Linked DNA regions of Zea mays: region 1 is linked to region 2. The links are chromatin contacts, called in public Hi-C maps. All regions are on one chromosome and are shown on one strand. The core of a region is the stretch at or near the end of the contact, and the rest is flanking DNA. Distances in the headings are between cores, read along the strand shown.

What was found. Hi-C and Micro-C count contacts between places; a contact is called where the count stands out from the background.
Region 1: a Hi-C map of leaf shows a contact between it and region 2, with 5 times the contacts expected there. The contact joins the enhancer-like site here to the promoter of LOC103647892 in region 2. A contact is called at or near these places in 4 of 25 Hi-C or Micro-C datasets (ear and leaf).

Annotation. Positions count from the first base shown.
Region 1 is chr2:220,572,864-220,578,801 of Zm-B73-REFERENCE-NAM-5.0, forward strand. It overlaps LOC100191632 (lipid binding protein), which reads left to right. Exons shown (of 13, transcript NM_001137061.1): 8 at 1-71; 9 at 145-295; 10 at 354-584. Among protein-coding and RNA genes, the nearest start is that of LOC111590896, 7.8 kb to the right of the region's middle. Within about 2 kb of position 1,653, at least 15 of the 20 cell types and tissues checked have an H3K27ac peak or open chromatin away from gene starts, as enhancers often do. A contact at or near this core is called in ear and leaf, where this site is marked.
Region 2 is chr2:220,415,312-220,421,196 of Zm-B73-REFERENCE-NAM-5.0, forward strand. It overlaps LOC103647892 (10 kDa chaperonin, mitochondrial), which reads left to right and starts at 4,000. Exons shown (of 3, transcript XM_008672388.3): 1 at 4,000-4,383; 2 at 5,252-5,394. The coding sequence starts at 4,279.

The DNA.
Region 1 (5,938 bases), core at 403-2,902, 160 kb after region 2:
CGTGATACTATTGAGGATACACTGACATGGCCGAATCGCATAATTGTTCCCATTGTACCTGGAGACTATAGGTAACTCACTGCATACATAATCTGGAAGTATGTATGTTTGTCATTGGGTTGTTGAGTATGTCTATTCTTTCAGTGACTTGGAGTTGAAACCTACTGGGGTATTAGAAGTAAAACTGGTGGAAGCTAGGGACCTAAAGAACAAGGATCTTGTGGGAAAGTCGGACCCTTTTGCATTGATATACATACGTCCATTGCATGATAAAACAAAGAAAAGCAAAACAATTGTAAGTGCATTCTCTTGTTTAAGGCAGATGAATGTCATCCTAACTTATTCTTCTGCAGAACAATGATTTGAATCCCATCTGGAATGAGCACTATGAATTTGTGGTTGAGGACATATCTACGCAGCACTTGACTGTAAAAATTTATGATGATGAAGGACTCCAATCATCAGAGATCATTGGGTGTGCTCGAGTAGACTTAGCTGATATACAGCCAGGAAAAGTGAAGGATTTATGGTTAGATCTTGTGAAGGACCTGGAAATTCAACGAGACAAGAAACCTCGTGGTCAGGTCAGCTGATGCAATTTGCATGTCTTTTCCAGGTTTAGGTGCAGGTTTACAGGTTTAACTAGTATGAGGTTAGACCGTAGAATTGGCTCTATGGCATTTTAATTCCATCACATTTTCTAGTTATAGTTGTGAATGAATGGATATGCTAGGCATAGTCATGATCTGCCGTAAGATTTACAACACAATAGTGCTCCTACTTCGTCTTTAATCAGTTTTTGATTTTAAAGGGCAAACCCAGTGCTAGAGGCTCCCACATGAGGCCTTGTTCGGTTACATGAGGATCAGAGGGGATTGAGGGGGATTAAATTCCTTTCTATTCAATTTTGACTAGTATGGGGTTTAATTCCCTCCAATACCCTTCAATCCAGTCCCAACCGAACAAGCCCTGAGTGGGGTCTAGGGAAGGGATAAACCGAGGCAAGCCTTCCTCGCAAATGCGGAGAGGCTGCTTTGAACCCGCAGCCTGGTGACTCAATGAAACAACGGTCACCACTGTCTCAGTCAGCTTTTGGTTTTAGAACTAGAGAAGTATTTTAGTTGAAATGATGATAACACGCTAATCAAGTCAAATTGAAAGCGAAGGTATTTGGCGAGTGTTAAGGCCCATCCTATTGCTAAGGCCTGCTGGCCTCTATATAATCTCTGCAGCCCCTATGGACTAATCATCATTTGTCATTTCCAAAGGTAACATGGTAACAAAGTAGGTTAGGGTTAGCTTTAATCCCTCCCTCTAATCACACCACTTTTTTCGTCCGTCGGCGCCCGCACGTCTGGTGGCGCCCGCCTGGTCGCGTCCGCCTACGTGTCTGACTGCCACGGACTGTCATGTCTTCTCCGGCGCCCGTCGCGTCCGTCTGCACGTCCGCCTACGCGCGTGTCCTATCTCTGGCGGGTGGAACTTCGGGCCACCGCGTCCGCCCGCACGTCCTGTCTCTCGCGGCGACGCGTCTTCTCCGGTAACCGGCGGTCGGCAGCAGATGTTCTTTGGCGACGCCCACCCGCCCTTGCTCTGCTTCACGCGTCCAGTGGCGCGTCTCCAACGGCGCCGTCTGTGCCCGTGCGTGTGGATGGTCTTTGTCCACGTGCGACCAGCCCATTGGATCTGCAACCCGGTGGGGCTGACCAGACCTGTGCGGCTCTGAGGTCTTCGTATTCCCTGGTTGCTGGGCTGCTGCCGCTGGGACCTATTCTTTGGTCGGATATGATTCGCCTTCGGTGATTTTGTCACTAAGTTTTCTGATCGTTCATTCAGTTGCTTTCTCATCACTATGCCAGCCAATACTATAGTTGTCAATATTGTGCTTGATGGTCAGAACTACCTTGAGTGGGCCTTTTGTGTTCAGACTGCATTGAGAGGTCATTGGTTTACTCTTCCACCTCACTGAAGCTCCACTAGTTCTTGCTGATGATCGAAGCAATGCTGCAGCGATCAAAACATGGCAAATTAATGATGGCAAAGTTATGGCTGCAATGGTCAACAGTACCAGATCATCTATGATAATGAGTTTGTCAAAATTCACAACTGCTAAAGCTATTTGGTCACATTTGAAGGAACACTTTGTTCAAGATAGTGGTTCGCTGTTACACACCCTTATGCAACAAACTCATACCATTGAACAACATGATATGTCTATTGATGAGTATTACTCAGCCTTTGATCGTCTGATGGGTGCATTGACCTCTATGGTGCCTGCTTGTACAACTGTTCCATGTCCCACTCATTAATTTATTGAGAAGTTCTTCACCTACAAATTTGTTATGGGAGTTCGACCTGAATTTGATACACTTCATGCCCGATTGCTTCATACTTCTGACACTCTCACCATGGCTAAGGCGTTGTCTGAATTACTTGCTGAAGAGACTCGTCTTAAGTCAATGTCTTCTTCTGTTGGTGAGGGTCCTCACAGTGTGTTGGCTGCTGTTCAGAAACCCAGGCGTCCCTCTTTTCAACCTTGTGAGCATTGTAAACAGACTACTCACCGCTCCAAAAAATGCTTTGCTAAGTTTGGTACTTCTCCATGATATGATCATCTTCGAGTTTTTGGATGCACATGTTATGTCTTATTAGCACCCCGCAAACGGACTAAATTGACTGCTCAATCTGTTGATTGTGTTTTTCTTGGCTACAGTCCTGAACATAAAGGCTATCGATGTTATGATCCATCTTCTCGTCGCATTCATATTTCATGGGATATGAGTTTCAATGAAAACGGACCCTTCTTCCACAACTCGTCCACCAGCTCCACATACTTTCCCATAGAGTCCACATCCTTCATATGTCTTCCCACAGAGTCCACATCCTTCCTAGTCCTGATGCAGAACCAGTTGTGGATACTTGTACTAACAATATTGAGTCATCTGCTGTTTTTAATCAGGGATATTGTCTTCGTGACCATTGCACCATTGAACCTCTAGATCGCTATGGTTTTCCACTGGCTGCTACAGTAATTGTTGAACTATCCTCTTATCATGAGGCTTCTAGTATCCCTGAGTGGCAGCTTGCTATGCTTGAGGAATTGGCTGCTCTTGAACGCACGGGTACGTGGGATATTGTTCCTTTACCTACTAATGTTGTGCCCATCACATGCAATTGGGTCTTTCAAGTTAAGACAAAGTCTAATGGTTCCATTGAGCGCTACAAAGCTTGTCTCGAGGCTCGTGGTTTCCAACAGACTCAAGGACTTGATTATGATGAGACTTTTGCACCAGTTGGCAGTTGCCCATATGACCATTGTTCGTACATTGATTGCTGTTGCAGTCTCATCCTCTTGGACTCTCTCTCAGATGGATGTTAAAAATGCTTTTCTTCATGGTGATCTACATGAAAAAGTTTATATGCATCCACCTCCTGGTGTTGATGCACCATCAGGGCATGTTTGTCGTCTTCGACATGCCTTATATGGTCTGAAACAGGCCCCTCGTGTCTGGTTTGAGAGATTCTTTTCTGTCATCAAGGATGTCGGTTTCTCTTCTGGTGATCATGATCTAGCATTATTTATCCATACATGTACAAAAGGCTGTACTATACTATTATTATATGTGGATGACATGCTGATTACAGGGGATGATTCTGAGCATATTTCTCAAGTCAAGAAGCATCTTAGCAAAGAATTTCAGATGTCTGATTTGGTCCTCTTAGATATTTCTTGGGTATTGAGGTCCTACAAACCATAAAAGGATTTTATTTATCACAATCCAAGTACATCCAAGATGTTCTTGACCGTTCAAGTATTACTAATACTTGCACTGTTGTGACACCAATGGATATTCACTTGCAACTTCGTTCGACTGATGGGACACCTCTAGAGGATTCATCTCGATATTGTCGTATTGTGGGCAGTCTTGTTTACCTTATAATCACCAGACTTGATATTGCTCATGCTGTTCAAATTTTGAGTCAGTTTGTATCTGCCCCTACATCAATTCATTATGGTCATTTGCTTCGTGTGTTGCGATATTTACAAGGCACGAGATCCAGATGTTTAGTTTATGTTGTTGATAGTCCTCTATAGCTTCATGCTTATTTCAATGCCACCTGGGCAAGTGATCCGATGGAACAACGCTCTATTACAGGTTATTGTATCCTTCTTGGATCCTCTCCTATTGCATGGAAATCCAAGAAGCGAGCAGCCATTTCTCGCTCTAGTACTGAAGCTGAACTTCTAGCTCTTGCAACCACTACTGCTGAAATTATTTGGTTGCGATGGCTACTGGCTGATCTTGGTGTATCTTGTGACACTCCTACACCTCTTTTATGTGATAACATGGGTACTATACAAATTGCTCATGATCCTGTAAAGCATGAACTTACTAAACATATTGGTGTTGATGCATCTTTTACTCGTCTCATTGTCATCAAAAGACTATTGATCTTCAATATGTGCCTTCAGAAGCTCAGTTGACTGATTTCTTTACCAAAGCGCAAACCAGAGCTCAACATCACTTTCACTTGATCAAACTCAATGCTTCAGATCCTCTACTTCCGCCTTGAGTTTGAGGGGGGTGTTAAGGCCCATCCTATTGCTAAGGCCTGTTGGCCTCTATATAATCTCTACAGCCCCTATGGACTAATCATCAATTGTCATTTCCAAAGGTAACAACGAGAATTAGTAGACTATATAGATACATGGAACATGTATATATAGGTAGGGATAGGGACGACTTATAGAAAGAGAACCATCCTCCGCTATCCTGAAAACTCAATGAAACAACGCTTTTGGTTTTAGAACTAGAAAAATATTTTAGCTGAAACGATGATAACAGTCTAATCAAGTCAAACTGAAAGCGAAGGTATGCGGCGAGAATTAGTATATTATAAACATACATGGAACATGTATATATAGGTAATAGGGATGACTTATAGAAAGAGAACCATCCTCCGGTATCCTGAAAAGATCAAGATGCCCAAGAGGGGTGGGGTTGAATTGGGCTTCTCTAATTTTCTCACAAATTAAATACTAAACATAAGCCCAATTTCACCTAAGTGCCTAATGATGTGATAAACAGTTTTGTACCCTAATTTTCGACCCTATACTAGCATGACAGTTCTAGGAATATAAATGGTTGAATTGAATAGCTCAATTGTAAATACGTAAAAGGAAAGGGTTAAAGACTTCTCGACGTTTTGTCAAGTTCTTAGAGAGTCGGCACACACCACGAATCCTTGTTGGAGCAACCATACAAGAGTGTCGCTCACTGTTGGCCCGCACAAGGACCAAGTGTTTTACGAGTTGGTTCTTCGCCGCTTCGACATGGTGAACTATTCATAACCGTGTACAAGTTCGACTCGGGTTACTCACAAGCTCTCCAGGTAATCACTGCACTCCTGATAGTCACCTAGCCATCTAAGTGATGACGATCACTAAGAGTAACAAACACTAGACTCTCACTTGACCATGTCAAGTCTAATGAGGGTGGTGGTTGCACAAAAGTCTCTACTATATTTAAGTGTGAATCTTCCTTCGTGCGTCGCATCCCTACTCACGTGCGCGTGTCACATACTAGCATCCCTACGCCCTTTCTGCCCGGTGGGCCTGCCTCCTACGTGTAGGGTTCTCCACCAGACGCGCGCGTTGCATCCCTGCCCAACGGGCCCTTCTACGCACATGGTTTCCACACCAAAAAAATTGGACACGTGAAATAGGGCTCAAACCCTGGTTAGTGGTTATCGTTGTGAAGCTAGGGCACTTAACTGCCATCTGCTGACCAATAGAGCTCATAGTGAATTATGTAATATAAAGGATTAGGGTTTAGGGCTGCGACACTATTAAATATATACATACTAATAATTTGAAGAAAAAAATATAATCGTGCCAGGCCAAACCGACACTGCAAGCTGAAAGAAGGCCCAAGCA
Region 2 (5,885 bases), core at 2,750-5,249:
ATCAAAATGAATAGAATGGAGGTGCCCCCCAGCCTGGATAGACAAAGGGACTATACATGTACCATGCATTCATCACCATGTTATTCCACATTTGGGTAGGACAATATACCGACGATGAATAAACGGGTGGAAAGTACCCTGGTCTCATAGGATGAACAGACGATGCTTGTCGCGTCGCCTTTTGGGCCATTTTGTTCGACCGTTTCGTTTTAGTAGGTGACCGGGGTTTCTTTGTTGACCGATCACGTGGAATGGTCTTTTTGCTAGCATTTTTGGAGAGCAACTGATCAACAGTAGAGTCAGCTTTGATCAGTCGACCATTTGTGCTTCGCCGTTGTGTCTCCTTCCCTTTTAAGGTTTTGTGTGGAGGCTGACGCCTTTGGGCATAGGCGGACTGTCCGGCAGAGTTAGCCGAACCGTCTATCTGAACACCGGACCGTCCGCTCGTAGGTGCCAGATCGTCCGTGATGCTCAGGACAGGCTGTCGTGCTTGACTCATTAATTGTGCCTGCCCCCCGGTGCCTCCGGACTTTTTAGCCTTATTGTCCGGAGCCTTTCGAACAATCTCCTTTTGTGATATATTCGACGTGCAAGGACTACCAATGATTATGTCTTTGCTTTTGCCTTTATCGACCATTTCGGGCCGAACTAAGATATTTTTGCATGCGATATCTATTGTATTAACAGGAAATGGTTGTGTGTCCACTTGCATTTCCTGAAAAGCCAATCGGCCCTCATTTATGGCCGATTGTACCTGTCGACGAAAAACATTACAGTCATTGGTGGCATGAGAAAAAGAATTATGCCACTTACAATAAGCACGTCTCTTTAATTCATCTATAGGAGGGATAGTATGAGTTAATTTAATGTTGCCATTTTTAAGTAGCTCATCAAATATCTTATCGCATTTGGCAACATTAAAGGTAAATTTAATCTCTTCTTGCCGATTCTTTTGAACCGGCTGTAAGGAAGAACATGCTGAAGATTTGGCCTTTGTTGACCAAATAAACTCAGCGGTATATACATCTGCGGATTCATCATCTGAACTATCACGCTCTATTAGATGTATAGTACGGGCGGCCGATTTTGATGTCTCTTTAAATCGGCTTTCACAGGCTAAAGCCCGCTGATGTAGCTGGGCTATCGAAAAGAACTGGGTCCCATCTAATTTGTCTCTTAAGTAGGATAGCAACCCATTAAAAGCTAACCCTGCTAGCTCTTTGTCTGCGACATGGATCCGAAAGCATCGGTTTCTAGTGTCCCGGAACCTCCGGATATAATCATTAACCGATTCTTCGCGTCCTTGTCGAACTGAAGCTAAGTCAGCTAGTCCTAATTCATATTCCCCGGCAAAGAAATATTCATGAAATTTACTTTCTAACTCATTCCAGGAATTAATGGAATTAGGAGGCAGGGCGGCGTACCATGCAAAAGCGGTACCAGTAAGGGATAGAGAAAATAACCGAACACGAAATGCTTCTCCATCGGCCAATTCACCTAGGTGTGCTAGGAACTGGCCTATGTGTTCGTGTGTGCTTCTCCCATTCTCACCAGAAAACTTAGAAAATTCTGGTATCCTTGCCCCTTGTGGATATGAGACAGTGTCAAACCGGTGATTATACGGCTTTTGGTATGATTGCCCTACTCTGGCTACACTAACTCCAAACTTATCTCGAAATAGTTCGGTCATCTCTTCCCTAATTTTTTCCATTGCACCCGGTGGCAGACCACCGGACCCTGGGCTGTGGGGCTCATTTGGTCGGGTATTAGTATACCGGCCTTCTTGCCGTGACCGATCGATAGTGTTGATCGGTCTGTGGTTGTATGGTACGTTATGGTTTAAATATGTAGAGGGCGAAACATACTGCTGCTGAGGTGTGTAATAATTTGGTGCATGGTGTGCAACAACAGGTTCTGCGTATGTGTATCCAGTTTGTCCGGTGGTAAATCCGAACTGACCGGTTGCGTTCGCCATTATCGGGACGCCATGTGGTAGTCCTGTGGCAGGCCCGGACTGTCCGGCAAGGAAAGACGGACGGTCCGTGTAAGGGCCGGACGGTCCGGGCAGAAGCTCGGACGGTCCGACCGCGTCCAGGGTCACCGGTCTGCCAAGCAGGGACGGCGGTGGTCCTAGGGCGGCCCCAGACTGTCCGGCAGAGCAAGCCGGACGGTCTGCATATGGGCCGGACGGTCCGGGCAGAAGCTCGGACGGTCCGACTGTGTTCATGGGTGCCAATCTACCAAGCAGGGATGGCGGTGGTGGTACTTGTCCTGTATATGAGTTCATCGGCATACCATATAATGGCTGGGGCTGCAAATCCCCATTTGTTGCCGATGTATTAGACATAGATATCCTGTTACTAGTCTCATATGATGGAAAACTAGGAGCAACAGACTTCTCCAACGTACGCGTTAATTTTCTAATTGACTCTTCTAACCCTACAATCTGTTGTTTCATTTGATCCTGCTGCTGATCTACATACTGTTTAATAAATTGGATGTCGTCGGGTTTACTTACGTTGGGGACTTGAAGCGAAGATAGAAGAGATGCGACGTCGGTCTCTCCATGTTTGACAACTTTCTGGTGGCGATCCACCGTGTATTGTGATAAGAATTTCTCCCTCGCTTGACGCATGTAGTCCTCGTATTGCTGTTGCTCATCGACCGTCAGACTTTCAACAGCCGGCTTCAGGATATTGTCCGGGGAGATATCGGTGTGATCTTTAGAACCGGCCATTTGAGGGCCTGATTTTTAGTAGATCTAAACACCTTCCCCAGCGGAGTCGCCAAAAAGTATGTTGACACCTTTTTCGGGTGCCAAACACTCAACAAGAACCGGCGGCAGTGCTCTCTGCACAGGCGCGGACGGTCCGCGACCAGGGACCGGACGGTCCGCGACCTAGAGCAGGGGCAAAGGTTCCCTGCCTGACGGCCGGACGGTCCGCGCCTACAGGCCGGACGGTCCGCGCGTGCGCAGGGGGTGGCGAAGGTCGCCGGCGGCGCCTGGATCTCGCTCCCGGGAGGGACCCCGTCGGGGAGGAGAGATCCTAGGTGTCGTCTAGGCTCGGCAGGCCGACCTAGACTCCTCTAATCGACGTAGAGTCGAAGAGAGACGGAGAATTTGGAGATTGAGAGGCTAAACTAGAACTAGACTAGAACTATTCCTAATGCGTAAGGTAAAAACGAGAAATAGACTTGATTTATTCGATTGATGGGGGGTTCAATCGGCCGTAGCCCTTCATCTATATAAAGGGGGAGGTCTGGATCCGTTTCCAACTGTTTCCCGAGTTAATCCCGCGGTTTTAGGCAACAAATCCCGCGAGAAACTAGGAACCCTAACTGACTCTGCGCGCGCGGACCGTCCGCGCCGCCACCGCGGACCGTCTGGACCGCGGACCGTCCGGCCTCAGGGCCGGACCGTCCGCAAGGCTCATTTTAGACTTCAACAATTACGTAGAAGGAAAATCGAAGTCTGTCGCGTAGGATAGTTCGGCTAGGCCGAGGGACCTGCCGACTTGACGGAGAGTCGATGCAGATCTGATTCCGCGGCAACGTCGAGGTAGAACGTGCTGATAACGTGTTGAGAACTACGTCACCACGGATCACCATATCCACTCCCTTCCCTCCCGTCAGCAGCAGAGGCGCAAGAAACTGTAGAAGACCCGTCTCCCTTCCCATAAGCATGACAAAAAGTACACAAGACACATGGTGTAGAGTTGGGCCTCTGGCCTCTTTTTCTTCTCTGTATTATGAGGGGTGCACAAGTTCCTTATATAGAGATGTGAGACCCCTCAGGGGTAAAGTCGGTATTTGCCCACATAACCCTAACTAGGGTTACTTAACAGCCGCGGCGGCACTGCAAACCTGCTGGATTGGGCCTCTTGATCGTGTTCTGGGACCGTGTAGCCACAGCCCGACTAAATGAGCCGTAGGCTTTATCAAGAAGCAGTAGCTCGCCTTTAGCGGGCCCAGAAACTCTTGTTAGAGAAATAGTGGGCCATCCGGGGGCTCGGCCCATACCAGCCAATGAAGAACGTTCTAGAGGGCACCCGAGAGGCCGGGAGCACGCTGGCACGTTGCGGCGGCGCAGAGCACATCCCCAATTCCCCAGGAACAGGCTCGTAATTTTTCCACTGCCATCGCACCCTTTCATAAAACCCTAAACCCAGGACCCAGGTTTATCGGTGAGGCGAGCCGCGAGTGGAACTGTGGAAGCGTCGAGCTTTTTTCTTCTTTGTCTTGCTGCGCAAGAAGAAGGGAAACGAGAGGAGGGCGGCGATGGCGAAGAGGCTGCTCCCGTCGCTGAACCGGGTGCTGGTGGAGAAGCTGGTGCAGCCCAAGAAGACCGCCGGCGGCATCCTCCTCCCGGAAACATCCAAGCAGGTAGCAGCACCATCGCCCGCTAATGTTGTTTTTGATTAGTTTAGTGGATTCAGTTTCCGGCGAGGGGCGTTTAGATCATGGTGTCAGGAAAGGTGTTCCGCGCCGCTCGCTTGCCTAACTGAAAACGTCTGCAGGGGTTGGGCGGTTGCAGGTTGGGCGATTTGGATCGCTTTGTAGATTGCGAATAGTTGTAAGCAGCTGCAAATTTTCTCGATTCTTCCACCCACCGGTGAAGTTAGTTCTCATTGGGTTGTAGCTAGGTCTATGTGATTCAGATTGCTTGGTTTGGACTGCGATTCTTAACTTAGGTATAACAATATTATCGTACAACTGGGTATGTTTTTTTTATGAAGCATAAATTTAAATAGCATGCTTTATGGCTACATGCAGTTCCAAACTTTTGTGTCCCGTTGGTTCTGACCACATTGTCTGCGGGATTTCAGTAAGCTACATGAGTTTCTATTCTTAAAAAAAGAACAAGTTTTTAAGTTTTTACCTGAAAACGTTCATGTGCTAGTAGCTATCTGAGTTTCTATTTTCTTTTCACACTTTTTAATTTAGCATGCTTTTAATGGCTAGTTGCAGTTTTACATTTTCCTCTCTTTATGGCTTTTGGGTAGTGTTGGTTTTCAACTGGAGAAACGAATTGTCTTATGTTTTTGAAGTGTACATTAATTCACTGTTTAACAATATTTCTGTGGAAATATCCTTCTGTATTGTTTCAAATAAAGATACTTTCGTTTTCAATTTGGACTTATTAATTAATTATTTAGTATTCAACATTGTATTTGGGTGTGTTCAACTGGAGGAACGAATTGTTGTAGCTTTAGAATCAATTCTCTGTTTAACAGTGTTGCTCTTGGTGCAGCTGAATGCTGCTAAAGTGGTGGCTGTTGGCCCTGGTGAGCGCGACAAGGCAGGCAATCTGATCCCAGTTGCTCTGAAGGAAGGCGACACTGTTCTTCTGCCCGAGTATGGTGGATCTGAAGTCAAGCTTGCGGCTGATAAAGAGTAAGCGTTCTTCTGTGCTTGAAAATGTTGTGCTATACTGCTACTGCCTGATCAATCTCTCAATAAGGCACACAGTACTACAGTAGAACTGTTGTAATATATAAAAAATTGTCTTGCAGCTGTATTATTTGCTGTTCTAAAAAACCATCCTGACATGTTGAACTAGCACAAATCCATAATATATGATATGGAATCATGGTAGCAACTAGTCCTCGGTCCCAAATTAAAATTCACTTTAGGTAATTAGTGGATTTATACAATATTTGATGTATGTGTTTTATATGTGTCTAGATTCATCGTGATCTAAATATAGACATTAAAACCAAGTGCTAAAATGACTACTATTTTAGGACAGTATTTTAATTGTCAAATGTTTTGTGGTTGTTAGATGCGCTGCATGCCAACCCATGGTTTTTGTGTCTATAGATAAAAACATGTCGTATCTTAACATCTCTGGTTGCTACCTGGCAATACAATCAGTTGTGGGAAGC